Regions from separate parts of the Mus musculus genome. Here region 2 is linked to region 1. Evidence: chromatin contacts called from public Hi-C data. All regions are on one chromosome and are shown on one strand. The core of a region is the stretch at or near the end of the contact, and the rest is flanking DNA. Distances in the headings are between cores, read along the strand shown.

Region 1 (6,456 bases), core at 1,456-3,955:
ATCTATGTGGGGTTGACTTAATGCTTCCACAATATACACTTTTATCAAAGTATCACTTTGTACCTCAAATATATACACACAATTACAGTTTGCAAATTAAAACAAAAACAAGCATCCAGGAAAAGGAAAATTAAACACTGCATAATTTTTAAAAGGCTAAGAGGGAAAACACACATACAGATGAATATAAGGCTCATTGATAAGAAAAAAAAGATAAAACAATAATCCAATTTAAAAGCTGCTATAGAAGACTGAGAAAAGACAACATATTCAACTGCTCCTGAAAGAATGGGGAGATCTGGTTGATTGACTTGGTTCCCTCCCGGCTGCAGCAAATCTCTGACAGTGAGACAGTGGGGGGGGGGGGGGGGGTCTTCCTTCACTTTACACCTAACCAAGCACACTTATCTTTAGGAATCAAAAGGAATTGTAGCCACAATGCTTATTAACAAATATGAATGTGCGCATAAAGACATAAAAATGTACTAAGGTGATAGTACTGGATGCTCTTTTTAACAACAACACTTGGAAGAGTTTCTGCAATTGGGCACTCCTTTTACAAATTACAAATGTATGGAACTATGGCGCCATGACTCTCACTCCAACTTTTCAGTAGAATGTCACCTAGTAGTGCTTGCAAGACCCTGTAGCCATTGAGGATTGAAAGCAAAAGTTCTGGGATGACACTGCTGAGCTCAGTCTGACACTTATTGCTGTGAGACCTTAGGAATGATAGTTCAACTCTTTCTCAAGTTTCCACACTTGTTAATTGGAAAAAAGTCAATGTATTTACTTTATGGAATTAATGAAAAATAAATTGAGAGAGAATGTATTCTATTTACATGTATTATATCATATATTTTGGAAGTGTCTGCTAACAATTTTGACTACAAAGCAAGTAGAAATTCTACAAAGCAGAATCAGTGGTCAAACCCCACAGGATGCTGCTTTGATATATGACCCACCACAGAGATCAAATCTGGCTTCCTGAGAAGTCTGAAAATTATTACCAACTTGTCACAACAGGAAACAGAAAGCCTATCACCAACATGACCTGGACATTTGCCATTTTTCTACCAAAAAGCCCAGAACTTTAACAAATCTGTTCTTCTGAACTCCATATATTCAGAATCAGAATAATTCTTTAAAGTTTTCATAAGGTACATAGACGGCACTATTTCCAAGCAATGACCTTAGTTATTTATACTGACCTCTTAAAATAATTTGAGCTGCCACTCAAAGAGAGGCTTTGAAGTAAGTAGCAAAGGGAGAGGAAGGGGCAGGGGTTGAACAGTATCTGTGATAAATTCTGTCAACACCATATAAACATTCAATGTGAGAAAATACCCATACGTCATACACTTAAATTTAAAGCCATATTTAAAAAACAACAAACAACACATCAGCAGAAACAGCACCTCTCAAAACTGCTCAACAACATCCACATAAGCATTGGACTTCTTGTATATACTCCCGAACTGAAAAACCATTTTTTTTTTTTGTAATTTACAGAGGTATGTAAAACTGACCCAAGGAAAATAATCTAAATTTTTCATGGGTAAAAAGTACATCTACAAAGTATCAGTTATATATAAGCCACAGTGATCGTGCAGGAACTGAATACACGGCTCAAAAAAAGTTTGCAGAACTGAACTTTTTAAATTTTATACTCGCACACGCGGAGAGGTATTAAAAGGTTTGGTCCAATTGTCTTAAAGAGTCATCCTTTTCAAAGGAAATCGAAATCTCGGCCTAGAATTAGAACACACCCGATGAATATGCAATTAACTTCCTTGTGGTCTAATTTTAAAACGCCATACTTTAAATAAAGCACACAGGACGAAAAGTTCTCTAAAGTAACTTCTGTTTCAACAAGTTTACTACCAAAACGCAAATATCCACACAAAAAATGATTTGATATGCATAAGTCTAAAGACCAAATAAGATAAAATAAAAAAACCTAAACGTTTTTAAACTTGAGCAAACTGTAAATTCAAGACTAATTCTGTGCTGGTTCCTAGTTTTTAATTCTACGTATAGGTCCTTCGAAGGTTCCGGGAGGGAACAGGAGAGATTTTAATGGGCTGGACAGCAGGTAGGTGGGCACCTCGGCCAGAGCCCGGCCTCGCGGTCCACCGTCAAGGCGTGAAGCTGACAGCTGGCGACTCACCTTGCAGCTCAGAGGCATAGCAAGCTGGGCGGCTGGTGGCTGCGCTGCCTGTGGACCCCGCATCTGCTTGCGATCGCGCGCCAGCCGCCCCGGGAGCTTCACCGGGACACCGCTGCCGGGTGGCCACCCCGGCGGACTTTACTGCTACCGGCCTTTCAGGAGAGGTTACGTAAAGGCGGCCAGGTGGGACCGGCGGAGGCTGGTTTCAGGGTGAAGTTCAATCCTCCGGCTCCAGCGGGCCCTCAAACCAACCCGCCTCTGCCCCGACTGGAGGCTCACTGCGCTCTCCAAGGACTACAGGAGCAGTCGCGCTCCACCTCGGGAGGAAAGTAACGCGGTTCTCACGCCTCCGCCCACTCCAGCCTCATCCTCCGGACAGACGGACGGACGGCCCGCCCCGAGCGCACCGGCAACGAGCTGGCGAGGTGACAGCCGAGCGATTCCGCGACCAGCCCTGACCCGCTGAACTGGAAGAGAAGCTGCAGGAGTCGGAGCCCGACAGGTGCGTCGCACGCGCGTGACGTCAGCGCGTTGACGTGAACGGCCGCTCGGCGTCCCACCGTCCAAGCACTTCCACGGCCGCACTGGGAGGCACCTCTGCGCCTATTGGTCGGAATGGAGCGATGGGCGTGACCAGGGCGTGGCCGGGAGAAGACCTCCTAGGGGAGCCTCGAAGGCCACGCTGGGCGGCCGAGGTGCCACCTGCTCTCACGTCGCTCACGTTCTCCCCGGCGGAGAAAGCGCTTCGGAAGTGTGCGGTCCCCGGCATCGTGGCAATGCCTGGCTTCCGCTCAGCGGTGAGAAGCCGAAGCAGGCGGAAGCGAGCGTATGACCCCCGGGGTTCCAGAGCCGCGTCTAATGCTACAGGGCCTGTAATGGTGTACAGAGTGTACTACGGTATCATCCAGCCTTATGCGCCGTCGCAGGTTATGCGCTTTAACAAAAAAATACCAAAGAAAATCCTGATGAGTCCAAATTTAGACACCATGCATTTCCAAAGAGCTGAGGGTTCCACGTGGTCTTACATACTGGGTTCCTGTCGTGTGTCACAATATATAGGAAGCCTGTTCCCCTTGCTCAAGGAGCTGTATTGTGACTCAGCAGGGAGGTGCATAAATAAATTCCTGGCCTCGGCCAGAGCTTGCCCAAGAGCCTGGTGAACAGGTAGGTGCAGTGTTTGTAACTGGACAAGACCTGTGGGACCAGGATGGCAGTCGCCACTGGGTGGCAGAATTAAGACATGTCTTGGTTGAGTGTCTCATGTATATTTATATATCGCCTAATGAATACTAATGTCCTAGTATATTTACTGTCTTACATATATTAAGTGTGACTTGAGCTCTCACTGCTGACATGTAGCCTGATTCTTTTGCAGGGGGAGCGTCTAGATTTTTTATTAAAAGCAGTAGTCATAGCCAATCGATCTATTTTCTATAAAGATGACAGATTCCTTCTGAACTGTTTTAGTTCTTTTGTGAAAGATTACTCCTTTAAGTAGACAAGAAAACTGTCTACTTATACATTTGTTTTCGTTTGTTTGTTTGGTTGGTTGGTTTTTTGGTAACACTTATACACTGATTTGTGAGAATAATTTATTTTAAAACATGTGGTGGGCACAGTTTGTGGCATACCAGAAGTGCTGTGTTCTACTTCAAGCTTGACAGAAGTAAAATACTTAATTTCTGGCATACATCCAACCACACTAGTAGTTCTCAATCTTTACTCTCTTCAGAGAAATAATTTTAACTGTTTCCAGGTTAGATGTAAGCCTTTCTGTAAGTACTCCTGAAGGAAAATGAGATTTTGTAACTTGTGATTCATGTAAAAGAGTTGTCTATGAGCCCGTGGCCTGGGGCCGAGAACAAAGCAGAACAGACAGGGCTGTTGTTAAGACATTCCTAAGAACAGCTTGACTGTAAAAATGAAAAAATGCAAGGACGGCGCAGGCAAGGCTATCTTGTCTGAGTCGACACCATCTGGCCGGAACCTCCCCTCTGTCTACTGCCCCATGACACCGGGTAAAGTCATACATCAACTGGTTACTATGTGAACAAAGATAAGCCCCTTATCCCATAAAAACCCCTAGCTTTCGAGCCTCGTGGCCGACATCTGTTATCTCCTATGTGGGATGCATGTCGGTCTGGAGCTCCGTAATTAAACGTCCTCATGTAATTACATCAGGATGGTCCTTCGTGATTTTTTGGGTGCATGCCGAATCGGGAATTGGGTGGGGGTTTCCCTACTAGGTTCTAACACTCCTTAAATGTGTGAGGCTCAGAAGCACCACATTCAATAATGTTCTGTGTGATAGCGTCATCAAAAAATAGATTACAGCCAAGAAATCAACTTCTTTGTGATTCCTCCAAGATTCTTGTCAGAAAAAAATCAGCTGACACAAAATCTCTTCTTTAACAGACCTGAGTTGAAAGAAAGAGTCGGGACATCCCTGGCACTGTGTAGTATAAGTGCTGTGACAGGAACACTTGCAACATCATCTCGTCCCTTGTCCTCATTGACAGGGATCTTATCAACCCTTTTAAGAGTGATATTCTTACGGCAGAGATAATTCTCAGCAAGGAATTTTTATAGACTTATAAAAAAAATAAAAGAACAACAAACAAAAACCAGCAGCCTGACTATCAAAATTCTTAGAACTTTAATGAGAGTTTGTGTGACTCTCCTGTTGCTATGCACAGGTATTTATTATATGAGAGTTCTATAGGATAGAATTCTGACACAAGTCTCACTGGTTAAAATCAAAGTTGGCTAAGTTGTTTTCTTCTAGAGGCCTGAGGGAGGAATCAGCCTTGGTGCTGTTGAAGTTATTAGAAAACATTTGAATTTCTTGGCTCATTTACTCCCTCATCTTCAAAGCCGTCAGTGAAAGGCAGAGTCTTCCCATAACCTAACTTATTGATTCTAGGGATTAAACAGACAAGGCTGTCTTTGGGGAGCTAAAATATGCTGCCCGCCCTGGAATAATGTCTTAGTATACATTCTAATATACTGGAGGTATTCAGAGACACAGAAGTAATTTATCTGCAAAAGGTCACTTTCTCTTTTTAAGTTGGATTTTATTGTTGGTAGAAGTGAGCTTAAGCAGTGATAATAACCAAACCCTGTTAATATTTAGGAAAAAAAAAAAAAAAAAAAAAACGAAAGAACTCAAAGTGCAAGTGTATTTCCACCAAATGTACCATAACCTGTCCGTTAGTCTTCCTGACACCGGGGCCAAAGGAAAATAAATAAATAAATAGTGCCTATGACCTGTGAAAGGCCTAAGACTTTCCCCATGTTAGTAGGCTTCCTGCTTTGAGAATGCCAGGTTGTATTTTGTAAATCTGGCAAAAAAAAAAAAAAAAAAAGAAAGGAAGGAAGGAAGGAAGGAAGAAAGAAAGAAAGAAAGAAAGAAAGAAAGAAAGAAAGAAAGAAGCCAAAAAGAGCACCAGGAAGCACATATGTTTCCTCTGGATTATTCTTTTTATGTTGCTATGGACTTTCCTTGAAATAAGAAACTAGGTCCACACACCTTTAATACCAGGACTGGGGAGAAAGACAGAGGCAGCAGGTCTCTGTAAGTTTGAGGGGAGCCTGGTCTAGAAAGAATGGAAGGAAGGGAAAGAAAAGAAAGAAACTAAGCAACATGTAGATCATTTGCCTAGGGTAGATAAGACCCTGGATTTCCACGTCCAGCACCACGAATAAATAACATCAGCTACAACAGCAAATCACAAAAACCCACCCATGTCTATCAGGAGAATCTTAGCATAAGTCTACGTTATGATTTCCTTCTGGCAGCAGCAGTATCAAGGATGTAGTAAAATCTGACTCTTGTCCTTTGCCTTTTTCACTAAGATAAATCCCATTATCTTGAGCAGCTTTGGAGTCCCATGGAATAGCAAAGGATTTTCCCGTTTCATGTGATTCTTTTCTACAAAATCCTGCCTTGCCTAATAATACAGCCACATTTTCAAATCAGTCATGAAAGGATTCCTTTCTCATATTTTGTGCAGCCAAAGGCTCAGTCTTTCAATAATGCACGAAGGTGTCTACCTGTGATCCCAGCCCTGTGAAAGGGCTAAGTCTTTACCTTAGGGGAGCAGAGACATGAGGCTTGCCACAAGTTTAAGGGCAGCCAGATTACATATACTTAATATAGTGAATTCTAGGCCAATCACAGGTACACAGGAAACCCTATCTAGAAAAAATATAAAAATAAAATTTTAAAAATAAAATGAAAAACAAAATAATGCCCTGATATTGAATTGTGTAACAGTATTAAGAGT
Region 2 (6,456 bases), core at 1,571-4,070, 44 kb before region 1:
AAGTTCTGCCCTTAGCATTTCTAGGCATGCATGAAATTGCTGATGAGGAGAAATCTGAAAAAGAAGAGTGTAATATGTGGACTGAAGTGTGGCAGGAAAATGTACTTGGCTCCTTTGGAGGTATTCGATTGTACCTGCAGGAATTGATTACTATTTAAGCTTTATTTAAGCTTTATTTGAGAATATCATTGCAATAATATTAAATATTTTTTAATGGAGGCGGAGAGTGATTCTACTTTAAAAAAAAATGATCTTCCACCATCTGCAAATACAGCTTATTTCCAGTTCCTTTTTCTTTGGGAGGCTCCATTCCTGACAAATAAACTCCATTTCAGAAAGCAGGACATAATGAGCATATCAACAGATTATGGGGAGCCCAGCCCCACTGGATACATCACACCTCCTGTATCTATTATAGCTCAGGGAAAGGAGGAGCGCTGGAGTGGGCACACTCATAGAAAGATTTTTAAGAAGCAAAAATACCAAGAAGTTTAACTTAAAACAGTATCTTTTAGAAAAAGGCAGATAAGCAAGACCTAAGAGTGGCAGTTATCAGTAGATCCACTAATGTGGAAAAGGAGGACAGGTCCCAGGATCCCACCTCTAGACAAAGAGTTATAGGAACCAAGGAGAGCAGGAAAAGGGAATATCAGCCTCTTCTAAGGATCCGATACAAAATGACCAGCCGTGAAAATATATACAAACAAAAATGGACTCCGAAAGATGTACTCATATATTTATGTGTGTGGGCTCGGCACACACGCACTCGCACCCCCATACACACGTAATAATGATTTAAGATAAGGAGAGCACAGGGGGAGTTGGAAGGAAGGTGCCTGGGAGGGCATAGAGGGAGGAACGGGAAGAGAGAAAGGATGTATTCTATTTTAATTAAGTTAAAAATGTACAAATTTCTTTAAGTATCTCAACTTAGAAGCTGATTTTATAAATTATAAAATATATCTCACACTTCCATAATTCATATTCCAACATTAGTGACATAATGTATTAATCCACATTAATAACTTTCTATCAACTTCGCACAGCTCCTGTTGCAAGAACTATACTTCTGTCACACCTTGCCCTAAACCCACATCCTGACCATGCCACTCATGTGATTATGCAGTAAGTACCACGCAGGCTGCTGGAGACCATCTGCACTTGCTCTCACTATGCATATCTTCCATTCCTCTGCTACGGAGGTTTGCTTTTTTTACTTATACCTAGCAGAAACTAACTCCAGCAAAGACTTACCTCTGCTTGGCCAATGATTAACTCTGCCCATGTTTTCCACTGTGGACATTTATCCCTCTCTTCAAACGTTGTCTCATTAGAGCCCCAACAACACTGTTCATGGTTGTACCACAATGCACTGAGGCAGATGCCCTCCTTCAGGTCAGTCATCCAGTCAGCAGCAATGTCTATCAATCCAGCTAGTGCCCCTGTAAGAATACAATGGAAATGGTTCAAAATATGGCTGGCTATGTAGAGAGAGTTGAAACTATCTAGTTAAGGATTAATGAAAAGCAAAAATCATCCCATAGATAAAGAGTCAGTTAGGAACTGTTTTCTAAGTAATTGGAATTCTTTGTTTGGAATTAAAACCAACTCACATCATTAAAATTAATTACAACTTAAAACGAGAAAAGGTTATTTTAAAAGTACTGAAATACACATCACAACTCTAGCAACTGCAATCAGGACTTTTGGTTAGCATGTTTCCATCTAGTCAGTAGACTAGAGCTCATTAAAATGTAATGCTTGTAGAGAGCCATGGTGGCACACACCTTTAATATTAGCACTTGGGAGGCCGAGGAAGGCAGAATTAGATCTCAGTGTGTTTAAGGCCAGCCTTTGTCTATGTATCATGTTCCAGTATAGCCAGAGTTACATATTGAGATTGTCTCAATACAAAAGAATAGAGTAAAATGTTCATTATGTATAATTAAGGAAGTTCATATCATTCACTGAATTATTCATGTAAGTTTGAAATTTTTCTTAATTAACAGAAAGCTATACATATAAAGATTATCTTAATGACAAAATATTGAAAATATATAAAGTTATGATCAAATTAGATCATTCTTATCACAAGAAATCAATAGGTCAGACAGACTGAGCACAACATTCTTAACGCATGCCACTTATCAATACTTCTCTCTCTCTGGTCTTCACAAATATCTTACTTTTTCCTGTTTTCTGTCTTGCCTGATGGAGGCGGAGAGTGATTCTACTACCCCTAGTGGGATTCACACTGTCAGCTGCTAGTAGTTCAACTTCTCTCTCTAGGACTAGGCAGTCACAGTGGACAGCCAAATTGATAAGACAAAGCGCCCAGTCAATCAGACTCAGTCGCCTGATCTCATATTTACTTTTTTCTAAGAAACGTAAGCACTCTAAAAAATTCTAATGTACCCAAAAAGGAGGAGGGGGTTATCCAGTTAACTTAAAAGCAAAGCCAAGCAAGATAAAGCAAAAGTTTCCCTTAAGCCTTCCCCTTACCTGATGCCAGTCCCGTCAGTGTAACAACAAGCCATCCTGACCAGGCGTCATACAGACTTTTTGTCATTTCCCATGCTGATTCTTTTTTTTTACTGTTGATCTGAAATTACAAATATGTTTCATTTCTTAAACTGTATTTCTACAATGCTTGAGTCTACTTAATTTTCTCAAGTCTCATAACACAGAAAGTACCTTGTAAACTAAAGAATAACAAAGCAAATTTGGGATAAAAATCACTCTGCAGGGCAGCTGTACCTAATAGCCAGAGGCCACACATCAAGCAAAGATCTATTTGTTTTTTAAATAAGAACATCTGGATTTGACTGTTAGGGCCCACGGGCCACATGGAAGTCTAATCTACACTGTTTCAAACCTTATCTGCTACACACAGATAGTTTACACATCACAAGTTAGATAATATAGCTGTAAAAGTCTGGCTTCAGTACTTTAGTAACATATAATTATGTTTAAAAGTTGAAATTAATGAACAAAAACTGCTCAAAAATATAATACCTGAGTCACACCAGCAGAGTGATCCCCCCAAGTTACAGAACTGTGAATACATAGGTGTAGAGCTCTAATCCTACTTGTAACAGCCAAAGACTTCCCTGCAAGCCAGAAGAAAACTGTCCTCGACTGATTGACTGCATGCAGCTAAGAGATTAACAAGAAGAAAGCGGATTTGATGCAAATCTCCCCTCATTAACAATAGCAGTATGCTATTGTAATAGCATGCTTGTCTCCCCAAGAATGCACTTCTAAACCCATTCCAAACTAGCTTCTTTTGTCTTGCTCACAGCTTAGCTTTAAGAAGCTCTATTGTCCATCTAGGGCCACAATGCTCAACTAGCCTGTAGAAAAGTACAGCAAGAATTCAATGACCTGATCTATTTTGAGTGGATCATCTATTCAAAAGCCACAGGACCAATTAAAAAGACCCAGTGAATAAGAAAATCATATCCCTTTCAAATAGAAGCATCCAAACACAGATATCAACCACTTTTTAGAAAGTCTTACAAGTGGTCACTAAGTTCCACTTTGTTTTTCCTTGATAAAAAATAAGCATATTTTTAAAAGATAGTATTAAGTCATTTTCAGACAGTCTCTGCCATTCTTCTTATTCTTCTGTTTGTACACAGCAGATGTTCAATAAACTCTTACTGGTCCATTTTCAGTACAAGAACACTGTGTGTAAAATAGTGTTGATTCATCACCAAGCTACAAAAATATAGATATCACCTAAATGTTTAACAATATAGTATCAGTTAAATAAGCTGCACTGCTTTCTTAAAACAACAACAACAAAAACCAAAATACCCACTGGTAATAGTACCTGTCACTTTGTAAACAAATTAAAAACAAAACAAAACAAAAAAACAAAAACAGTATTCTTACTCAGTGGAAATTTTCTGATACTTGTATTATGATACTATCTTATAAAAAGTATCAATATGAGATAAAATAGTTCTCAAAGAAAACTCCACAGACAACAGAAGGCCATGAAACTCAGGAAGCTCTGCATGAGAAACCATGTCCAGCTTAGTCAGATTGTATATGCCTTGAGTTAAAGTCCCAGGACCCACCCAACCAATTAACCGACCTAGCAACCAACCAACCAATTAACCAACCGCTGTCTACATCTGACAATCCACATAGATCAGCAAACTAGTATCTTCTACATGATAATTTCATGTTAAGAAAATGTATTCTCAAAGTTCAAGGTAAAGCAATGGATTTTAATTTAACAAAGCTGGAGTTAAGACAATTCAAAATGCACGTAAGAGCTCATCTTTTACAAGCTGCTACGATGAAAAGCAGATATGAGAATGTATCGGTCTTTTATTAAGCCAGGCAATCATGAAGACTACTAAAAAAAATCACTCTGCAAATACTTTTTAATTTTGAAAAATGTATTATTTTTATATTAGTTACATTTAAAATAGTGAGTTTACAGTTACAATTTTTAAGTGAATTAGTTTTTTGTTTTTGGTTTTTTTCTAGACAGGTTTTCTCTGTTTTGAAAAAGTGCATTTTAGATGATACCAGTGTGCATTCACTATACTGTGGGATTTGGAGTCAGGATTGTTCTGCTTTGAGATAGGGTCTTGTTATTTAGCCTATACTGGATTCCTGCAACTCAGCCTCTTGATTGCTGAAATTATAGACATGCACTACTATGCCTCAATTTTCTTTCTGGCTTCCCTTTGGGGGGAAAAAAAATCAAAAACTTAATCCAGGATACTTGAGAAATACTTCAGCATTTATTACCAGTAAAATGGTAAGGAACTACAAAATCCTACAAAGTGATATCTTCTTTGTTTCTGGTACATTATCGTCCTTTCATATTAGACTTGGCAACAACGTTCCTTTTGCATTAGCTACTGAGATGCTGAAAGCAAGTATCTTGGTGACCTCATTAAGCTTGGCCAGTCTTTACCCAGTTCCTAAGCTGCATTTCTCCCTTTCTATCCTAATGTGTCTAACTGTGTTTTTGTTGCTGTTGTTTTTAAACTACCTCAAACCCTATACAGAAGAACACAGAATACAAAGGAGCTACAGAGGAAACATCAAGACAAAGCAGAGAAAAATGTATCACATGTCGAAATATATTTTAATGTATAATGTTTTAGTGGCCTGCAATCAGTGGCAGAAATACAATTGTAAACGATCCATCTTGCACTATTTTTATAAAATGCTGAAAGTACTCACCCGTCTGTGCCTTTCTCTGTCCTTACACTTCTCTCGCACCCAGTCAATAGTATGGAAATCATCGTAGGTACCGACACCTGGGATAGGCTCATCCAAAAGATCCAGCAAGTGTGTAGAGCTATTAATGCTGCCTCCATTTGTCATTGTATAATGAGTTCCTACAGGACAAAAAAAGTCTATTTTATAAGCTGACAGTGAGTTTTGCAACTTCTTTAGAAATTGGTAAGTTGCAAATGTCATCACAAATCACTGAAAAGTAGAAGAAACATTGACTACCCAAAATTAGAAATAAGGCAAAAATAATACTCATGACCTCACACAGTTCTATTAGCAATCAACCTAACGGTCATCTGATACTCAATCAACCTAACGGTCACCTGATACTCTGGCCAAGAGAATTTTGTATGAATTTCTACAAATTTTTTTTTACCACTGGTAATAAAATTTTTTTCTACAAAATTTTTTTACCACTGGTAATAAAATAGACTCCATCAAGTTAGAAGACAACTTTTGAAGACTGATAAACTGAAAATGATTTTCATCTAGTAAAATGTAAGTTGTTGCTTTCTAGTAGGAAAGATAACTCTCAGAATTGTAAACTTTTTTGTTGTTCTTTGTTGTTTTATGTCTTAAAATAATTTTCTTTGCTTCACAGACTACACACATGTCTGCCTCACAGGTTCTCTGAATCAGTTTTATCATCAAGCTGGTTCCTTCATTAGGGTTAAATAAATCTTAGTCACCTATTTACTATATATTTTATATGATTAAACAAACTTAAAGAAGGTCCTGGAATGCTAAAAGACAACTGGGGAATTGAAGAAATACAGGCAGCTTTTAATTATGATAATAAGTTCAATCTAAGACATGAAATAAAATGCAAATTTTTAAGTATGTAACTGCACTGAGCTGTTAGTTTTGTGGAGAGGCCTTGACAAAAAGTCCATATATTAAATACAAACCCTTTGGGAAGAGAAAGCTATCACATCTAATATATACTGTAGTAGTCTGAACATGAATGCTTTTATAGGCTCATATACCTGCATACTTAGTCCCCATCAGAACTATTTGGAAAGATTAGGAGGTGTGTCCTTGTTGGAGTAGGTGTGTCCTTATTGGAGGAGATGTGTCTGTGGGGTGGGCTTTGTGATTTCCAAAACCCATCCAAGCCCAGTGTCTGTCTCCGTGCGTCTGTCTCTCCTCCCTTTGTACTCCCTCTCCCCTGCACTGTGCCTACTACCTATG

What was found. A called contact is a pair of places that touch in the nucleus more often than the background predicts.
Region 2: a contact with region 1 is called in a Hi-C map of the G1E-ER4 cell line, with 2.0 times the contacts expected there. The contact joins the enhancer-like site here to the promoter of Clcn3 in region 1. A contact is called at or near these places in 3 of 39 promoter capture datasets (the 3T3-L1 cell line, the C10 cell line and pre-B cells), 3 of 15 datasets of contacts at CTCF or cohesin (CD8 T cells, the G1E-ER4 cell line and the NIH/3T3 cell line), 20 of 484 Hi-C or Micro-C datasets (CD8 T cells, the G1E-ER4 cell line, Th1 cells and 10 more), 8 of 115 datasets of contacts at active chromatin or transcription factors (CD8 T cells, the SCID.adh cell line, cardiomyocytes and 4 more) and 3 of 9 other capture datasets (adipose tissue, liver and pancreatic islet).

The regions. Positions count from the first base shown.
Region 1 is chr8:60,980,606-60,987,061 of GRCm38.p6, forward strand. Clcn3 (chloride channel, voltage-sensitive 3) reads right to left here and starts at 2,706. Exons shown (of 13, transcript NM_173873.1): 1 at 2,171-2,706.
Region 2 is chr8:60,936,046-60,942,501 of GRCm38.p6, forward strand. Clcn3 (chloride channel, voltage-sensitive 3) reads right to left here. Exons shown (of 13, transcript NM_173873.1): 3 at 5,212-5,369; 4 at 2,503-2,602; 5 at 1,255-1,442. It also overlaps the pseudogene Gm18394. Among named protein-coding and RNA genes, the nearest start is that of Clcn3, 44 kb to the right of the region's middle. Within about 2 kb of position 2,821, at least 18 of the 459 cell types and tissues checked have an H3K27ac peak or open chromatin away from gene starts, as enhancers often do. A contact at or near this core is called in the G1E-ER4 cell line, epiblast stem cells and erythroblasts, where this site is marked.